Regions from separate parts of the Mus musculus genome. Here region 2 is linked to region 1. Evidence: chromatin contacts called from public promoter capture Hi-C data. All regions are on one chromosome and are shown on one strand. The core of a region is the stretch at or near the end of the contact, and the rest is flanking DNA. Distances in the headings are between cores, read along the strand shown. Region 1 has its middle 8.7 kb from the start of Elf5. Region 2 overlaps D430041D05Rik (RIKEN cDNA D430041D05 gene).

Region 1 (3,438 bases), core at 611-3,110:
AGCGACAGATACAGGAGAGAGTGTGGCTGGAAATCTATCTAGGTGCTTGTGGGTCTAGGTGAGAGGAATCAGAGTGTGAGGCAACACTAAGGTATGTGTGTGCTCAGGCCAGTGCAGCTGCTCGTGAGCTCGTGCCTGCTTTCTCATTACACTTTGCTATTGGTCATGATACTTTTTCCCTCCCCCTACCCCACCCCCCAAAAATAGATGTCCATATTAGTATGTAGCTGGAGTTACAGGGCTCCCAATTTGAAAATTACACCTACAGGTGACCTCTTTGGCCACAAACTGTCAGTTTTTCAGATCTTATCTCCAGACCTTTCTTGGCTTATTAAGTATCAATCATCTTAAGCCTGTTTGCCAGTTGTGAAGGATCCCAGAAGGGCAGAGCTCCTCCTGAGCACCTCCTGACCAGGGATTGACCGGACCTAAAGTCAACCCCACTCTGTTCTGAGATGTGAACTTTGTGGGCACAGTTCCTAAAGATATCTCAATAAGCCTACCAGCCTGCCTCTAACTTGGTTAAGCCTCAGTAGTACTAAATGGGATGGGTAACACTCCAAGACTAGGTTCTGCCAACAGCGAGGCCAAGGGCTAAGCAACTGCCCAGAGATTCTGGCATATAAACAGAGCAAGCCCAGTCACCTTTGACCTTCCTTCCCTGTCCATTCAAAACACTGGGCACCTGGACCAGCTTTCTCAACACATGACCTATAGCTCCTGGCCAATTATACAACTCAACACTCAATTTGGCTAGAATGCTTGACTTTAATTAGCCCCCCACCCAACTCAGAGGTCCTTGTGCAAAATCTGCCCTCTGGCTTGCACATTGCCCAAAGTGCAGCTGCAACCTGGAGTGGACACAGCCGGAGAACCAGAAAAGCCAAATGACTATTTCCTGTAGAGACAGGTGGCTTCCATCTCCCATGGGCAGGTGTAGAAAGGTGAGCTTGCAGAAGTCCCACCCATGGGACTGTCAGAAAGATGTAAGTAGCGACAGCTGGGATTGGTGTGGCCAAATGGCAAATCTTTTAGATACTCTATAGTGATCTATGGTGATTAATGGACTTTCTGTTTTCCCAAAAGGGCACACTGGCAACCAGAAGGGGGAAAAGAAGGGTAGGTGGAGAAACAAATATTTTATAAAATTCCTGCTCTAGCTAAGTTAAATAAGGACCACTGACCAAATGTGATCACCTTCTCTTAACCACGACCACATGGGCAGGAGAATGTCTACCCACGTTGAAAATGTATATATCTGTGCTGTTCCAACTGATCTAGTGGACAGCCAAAACTGTATTTATCATGGTGATTAGTAAGTCTGATGCTATAGAGGCTGATTAATATCCTTATTACAATAATAGTCTATTGACCATTTAGTATGTGTCAGGTGCTGGGCTCAGTGCTTCCTATACTACAATAGTTCATTCTATTATAATTCTTAGATTTATCTATATGAGTCTTTTTTGCATGCATGTATGTAAGTGTACCACATGTGTGCCTTGTGCCATGGAGGTCAGAAGAAGACATCAGAACCTCTGGATCTGGAGTTAACAGACAGTTGTGAGCCATTATGTGGGTGCTGGGACCTGTACCCTCTGCAAGAGCAGCCAGTGCTTTTAATTGCTAAGCCATCTCTCCAGCCCCCATTTCCTTCAGTTGTCTTCAAACCCCCATGAAATGATAATTTCTTTGCAGATGAGGAAACTGAAGTTCAAAGAGATCCAAAAATTCAGTTGCCAAGTTGGTAACATTGACATCTGAACTCTTAGCCTCAAAGCCTCAAAGGTCTTTCTATTCCTAGATTTTCCTCAAGTGCCTCTCCATCTGGCTTCTACTCTTAGCAAGGCCACGCCTGCCTGTCTATCAGCCACACCTCCAGAGAATGATCAGGCCAGCCCCTATCTCACTGGTTCCCACAAGCCAGAGGGATAGCTGTCATTCAAAATGGAGACAAAGCCTACCCATTTGCTTTAGCTTCCTTGAGAAGGATTAAAACATGGTTCATAGAGAGGGATGCAAGTGACAGCGACATGTGGGATTCTGTGGGCTTTACTTGGACTCTAGTTTCTCAGAGATAATATCCAAAGGTGTGGACCCTGGACCTCTTACCTGGGGCCAGTCACACCCCATACAAGATCTCCCTATGTTTATGAGTTTAAAATACAAATGTGTCCATGTTGAGGGGAACTTGCCTGGTGGGACCAGTCGGCCTTTCAAAGGTAAGGGCCCTCCAGGTTTATCAGTAGCAGGAACCCTCAGACTCCACTTAGGACATAATGGCAAACTCTGTGATAAGAAGATGCCAGAAAACTTCAGGATAGCTTTATAAAGCAACATAATGACGCCTGCTTCCTTGCACAAGTCGGTGCTCCCACTCTACCCCTAAACAGAACCAACCTTTAGGAAATTTCAGGGAACAATCCATATCTTTGAACTTTAGTTATTTATTCATTTATTAGAAACAGGGCCTCACTATGTAGCCCAGGCTGGCCTCAGCCTCCTGAGTGCTGGTTTGGCTTGTGACATCATGACAAGACCTTTGAACATTTTAATGGCAAATACATACAATAGTGGGAAAAAATAAGAGGTTGGTGAAAAAATATTATTTCAAAATTGGTAAAAGAAACAATTAAATTTAAAAAAAAAATGTCCATAATGAGCACCAGTTGATGCGCAAAAAACCCTTGGGAGTAAGACCAGAAGCCAGCATTGTGGGACACTGTGACCCACTGTCAGCTTGCGGCCTCGCACGTGTTTTCCCCTAAAGACTGATGAAATCTGAGGTTTTTCAGTACTGAAGTCTTCTCGAACTGGCAAGATCTACCTTTTTGTTCACAGAGATGCTGGATTGAAAAACTCACCCAGTACTTCCTGTGCCAGCCCTCTGTGACTCGGAAGTAGTAGAGTTAGCCACACCCTTTCTCTCACCTTGTTACTTCCAACTTGGGCTGGTGTAAACAAGATCCCCTGTTAATCCCCAGACTGAGCACAGGGTCAGTGGTCAGTGGCCTGGGCTCTGGGCTAAGGGATCTTGTGGAGGAAATTCAGGCTCAGCTGCTTAGCCGATGACTTTACACAAATCGTAGAAGCTCAGTGAACCTCAGATTCCTCCTCCATAAAATATGTATAATAACAATCCCCACTCCTACGATGGTTAAGCCCGAGGCATAATAACAATCCATTTTTAGCAGGTCATCACAGCTCTTCATTGTCCAGTCGGAATATCAAATCCCACTGAGCCTCCGCACCCTTCTCTCACATCCGACAACCCCCAGGTCAAAATTATCTGTGGGATGATGCAGCGCCCTCAACTGTCCCCCAAAGCGTTTATCGACTCATTTTTCACTGAAGCCTTAACTAGGCTCATTTTTATACTCACTTTTTATGAATAACGTATGCTCATTTATTATATTCTTCTAAGTTTTAAAATTATAT
Region 2 (3,603 bases), core at 961-3,460, 940 kb after region 1:
AGCATCCAGGGTACGAGGAGCTCTTTCCCCTTGAACTCAAGTACCAGATGGCCTTATCTGCGGTGCACCAAGTTTCTGAGAATTTCATCATGGCATAGAGTGTGCTCATAAAATGTGTTATTTGTCAGGCTTAATTAGTCCATATTCTGTATATGCTCACACTTCATTTCAATATCAATAGCTGCTAAAATTAAGGACAGCTCATTTTTAATGAATTAATTAGAACACTAATGCACACACATGGCAAAACACTCCAGAAATGCAAAGAGACGTACAATGAATAGTCAGCATCTCCTGCTCCTTCCAATCTCAAGTCCTCTTTGCAGAGGCAATGACTACCACCCATCAGCAGAGTCTCTCCAGGAATAGCACAGGCTTTATGAATGGGTGGTGTGCAGGTCACCTGGAAAGAAGGAAGGAACCTTGGCTGAGGAATTGCCTGCATCTGATTAGCCTGTGGGTATGTCTATGGGGCCTTTCCTTGTTTAATAATTGCTATGGGAGGACCCAGACCACTGTATTCACGGTAGCCCACTGTACCATTCTGGGTATTTTGTTCTAGAATGTGTAAGAAGGCAGGTTGAGCAAGCCTTGGGAGTAAGCCAGTCAGCTTTCTCCATGGACATTGCTTCAGCTCCTCCCTCCACATTCAGAGGGAAACAACGACTATCAGGAACTTGGATAGGAAATATCATGTGTTATTCTGGCCAGGAATTTGGCTTCATTCTGCCTGTGTCCTGAGAACTTGATAAACACAGAGTTCCAAGGTGATGGGCTAATTTGCGTGGCCAAGGAAATCTCAAGACAGGCCAACCTCAGGTTGATGCCGAGAAAGCAGTTGTGATTATTAAGTGATCCATGTAATACCTAATGCTGTATGCAAATCAGATGAAACTCTTCAGATAAGTAGACACCAAAACTTGAATTTTTCAAGGAAATGGTCATATCACCAAACCCTTTGTGACAGATTTTTATTAGATTTTTCTTAGCCCCCTTTTGTGTTTTTTTAATTTGTTGATTTCATATCCGTATAAAATGGACATATTACTGTCTCTAATCCCTTCCCACTCCTGCAAACTGCCAACAAGAACTAAGGAGGAGGACTGTTTGTCTGACTGAAGCACACACGCTGGGGTGAGGGATACACACTTCTCCATCCACACCTGGCTCAGAGCCCCAAAATGACTTCCCAGATGGCCCAGTGGTAGGAGCAAGAGGCTTAATGCGTAGTCACGCCTGGTCATTATGGGTGCAAAAGACAGGTAGGTGGGAAAGAATGAGCAGGTGAAAGCTTTCAGAACATGACCTCTGGGCTGGTAACTGGAAGCCTCACCAGAAGGTCAAGAACTCATGATAGCTATGGTTTGGGCTATGAACTGGACCATCATTTCTCATCCCCATCCCCACCCCTGCCCCGGCCATCCTGGCAGTACAAAGCACAACCTCCACTTTACAGATGGGGAAAGCTGCAGGAAAATGATCTGTGTTTCTTTGGTACGTGGCAGAGCTAAGATGCAGAAACAACCCAGTCCAACATCAATGTCTGGTTTCTATGACAACACCTGCTGGACCAGGACCCTCTGGTCTCCATCAGAACTGCCTCCCAGCAACCACTCTGCTTGGATAACCACTCTTTCCTCTTCTGGCATCTTCGAATAACTTGTTTTTTTTTCTTTTCTAATCTTAGCTAAGAGGAGGTAAAAGCCTTTTATCCCATTTGTGGCCACGAAAGGCCACAAACCCCAGAGCAAAACCACTTTGTTGAACTAATCCATTTTAAGATAATGCATATAGAGGAGGAGTGCTCTAAAAGTCTGAAGGTAAAGTATTAATATAATTAGCATACTTGTCCAAGCAGGCTAGCATAGCTGAGAGCATTCTGAGCGTGGGACGTATTGCAGAGACAGTTCTAATGTAGAGAAGGACAGGCAGTGGATAAGGTGCTCAGGCTCAGGTGCACACCACAGCTCCTCTTGTCTCCTCATAGACAGAATCTCCATTACAGGAGACATCTGATGTGGGGGTTGAGGGACTCCTGGGGCCTGGGCCAGGTAACAGGAGACCTAGGTTCAAAACCCAGATCTTCTTCTAACTAGTGTTGATACTCAACATGACTCAGGACTTCACTTCACTTCCTGCTCCTCCTCATGGCCTACCCTCACCTGAAAGCTTATTTGCTACTCCTGCTGAGAGCCAGACTACCTGGGCCTTTTTATTTTTCCTGTCTCTGCTGTTACTGACTCATACCTTGGCCAAGATGCCTAACCATTCTGTACTGCTATTTCCTCACATTTACAAAAGAATGCAAATACTTGAATGGTTAGTTTTATGTGTCAAGTTGATTGAGAAACTGGGTGCCCAGATGTGGGTTAAACATTTACCTCTGACTGCATCTGTGAAGTTGTTTCTGGGTGACATTAACATATGACTAAGCCTGATATTGGTGGGCCTTGTCTAAACCACTGGAAGACCAAGCAAAAGGTGAGGTAAGAGAGAATATTTTTCTGTCATGTGGGAGCTATCTTTGGTTACATTGCAACTTTAGAAGTCAGCCTGGGCTACATGAAACCAGGCTTCAAAGAAAAGGAGACAGAGCCTGGGATAACAACTCAGATAGTAAAGCGCTCGCCTACAGGCATGAGGTCCCACGCTCCATCCACAAAAGCCATCTTTTAAAAACTGGACGCACAGTTTATATATAGGATCACACACAATTCTAGTACCAGAGGCAGAGACCGGTGTTCAGCAGCCAGTCAGCCTAGCCTACATGGTGTGTACCAGACCAGTGAGGAACCATACTATAAAAACAAGGTGCACATTACTTGAGCAACAATAGACAAGGCTGTCTTCTGGCCTCCACATGCATGTGAATCTACACATATATGTGCCCTGCACTCATGAAATACATATAAATATACACACGGTTTTTAACATTATAAAGCAAAACTTTAAAAATTAAAATGAGAGCCATCACACGGGAAAAGGTAAAATGTCTGTTGAAGCCATGAGATCAGGGCTGAGATGATGGTCCACTAGATGAAGCCCTTGCAGTGCAAGCGTGAGGACCAGAGTTGAGATCCCAGGAGTGTGGTCCTGTGAGTCTCACGCAGCCTAGCTGAACCTGCAAGACCCAGGTACAACGAAGAAACTGTATCTCAAAAACTACAGTCCTGCGGCTAAGGAAAGCACCCCGTGGTGACCTCTGGCCTCCACAGGCACACAGAAGGGTGCATGTATGTACCTGCACACATGTGAACACACACATGTGAACACATGAAGAAAACACACCACACACACAACATCGAAATTAGGATAATTCAGGTCTCTGCATTTGCAACCATAAGTTTCATTTTTTCCTCTATTATAATAACTGTGTGAGCTACAGAGGCTGCAACTATGGCGACACCTAAGAAGAACTATCAACAAAGGAACTGATGCCAGGGTCTGCTTACAGTCCCATTTGCTCATCCACCTTTGGTTTTCAGCCTCTCTCCAGAACAGCTGTCCATCTTGTTCCTAGTCAGATGGCCTCTAAATTGGATGAACTTAATTGTAGCAAATGAAGGCACTAATAACCAGATACTAGCACTTGAAGTTAATTAG

The links. Promoter capture Hi-C pulls out the DNA fragments that hold promoters and counts their contacts.
Region 2: a promoter capture Hi-C map of the C10 cell line shows a contact between it and region 1, with 5 times the contacts expected there. The contact joins two enhancer-like sites. A contact is called at or near these places in 4 of 39 promoter capture datasets (the C10 cell line, liver and pre-B cells).

The regions. Positions count from the first base shown.
Region 1 is chr2:103,413,696-103,417,133 of GRCm38.p6, forward strand. It overlaps a transcript of Elf5 not described here. Among named protein-coding and RNA genes, the nearest start is that of Elf5, 8.7 kb to the right of the region's middle. Within about 2 kb of position 1,861, at least 2 of the 459 cell types and tissues checked have an H3K27ac peak or open chromatin away from gene starts, as enhancers often do.
Region 2 is chr2:104,352,026-104,355,628 of GRCm38.p6, forward strand. All of the region lies in intron 1 of D430041D05Rik (RIKEN cDNA D430041D05 gene), which reads right to left. Among named protein-coding and RNA genes, the nearest start is that of D430041D05Rik, 57 kb to the right of the region's middle. Within about 2 kb of position 2,211, at least 8 of the 459 cell types and tissues checked have an H3K27ac peak or open chromatin away from gene starts, as enhancers often do.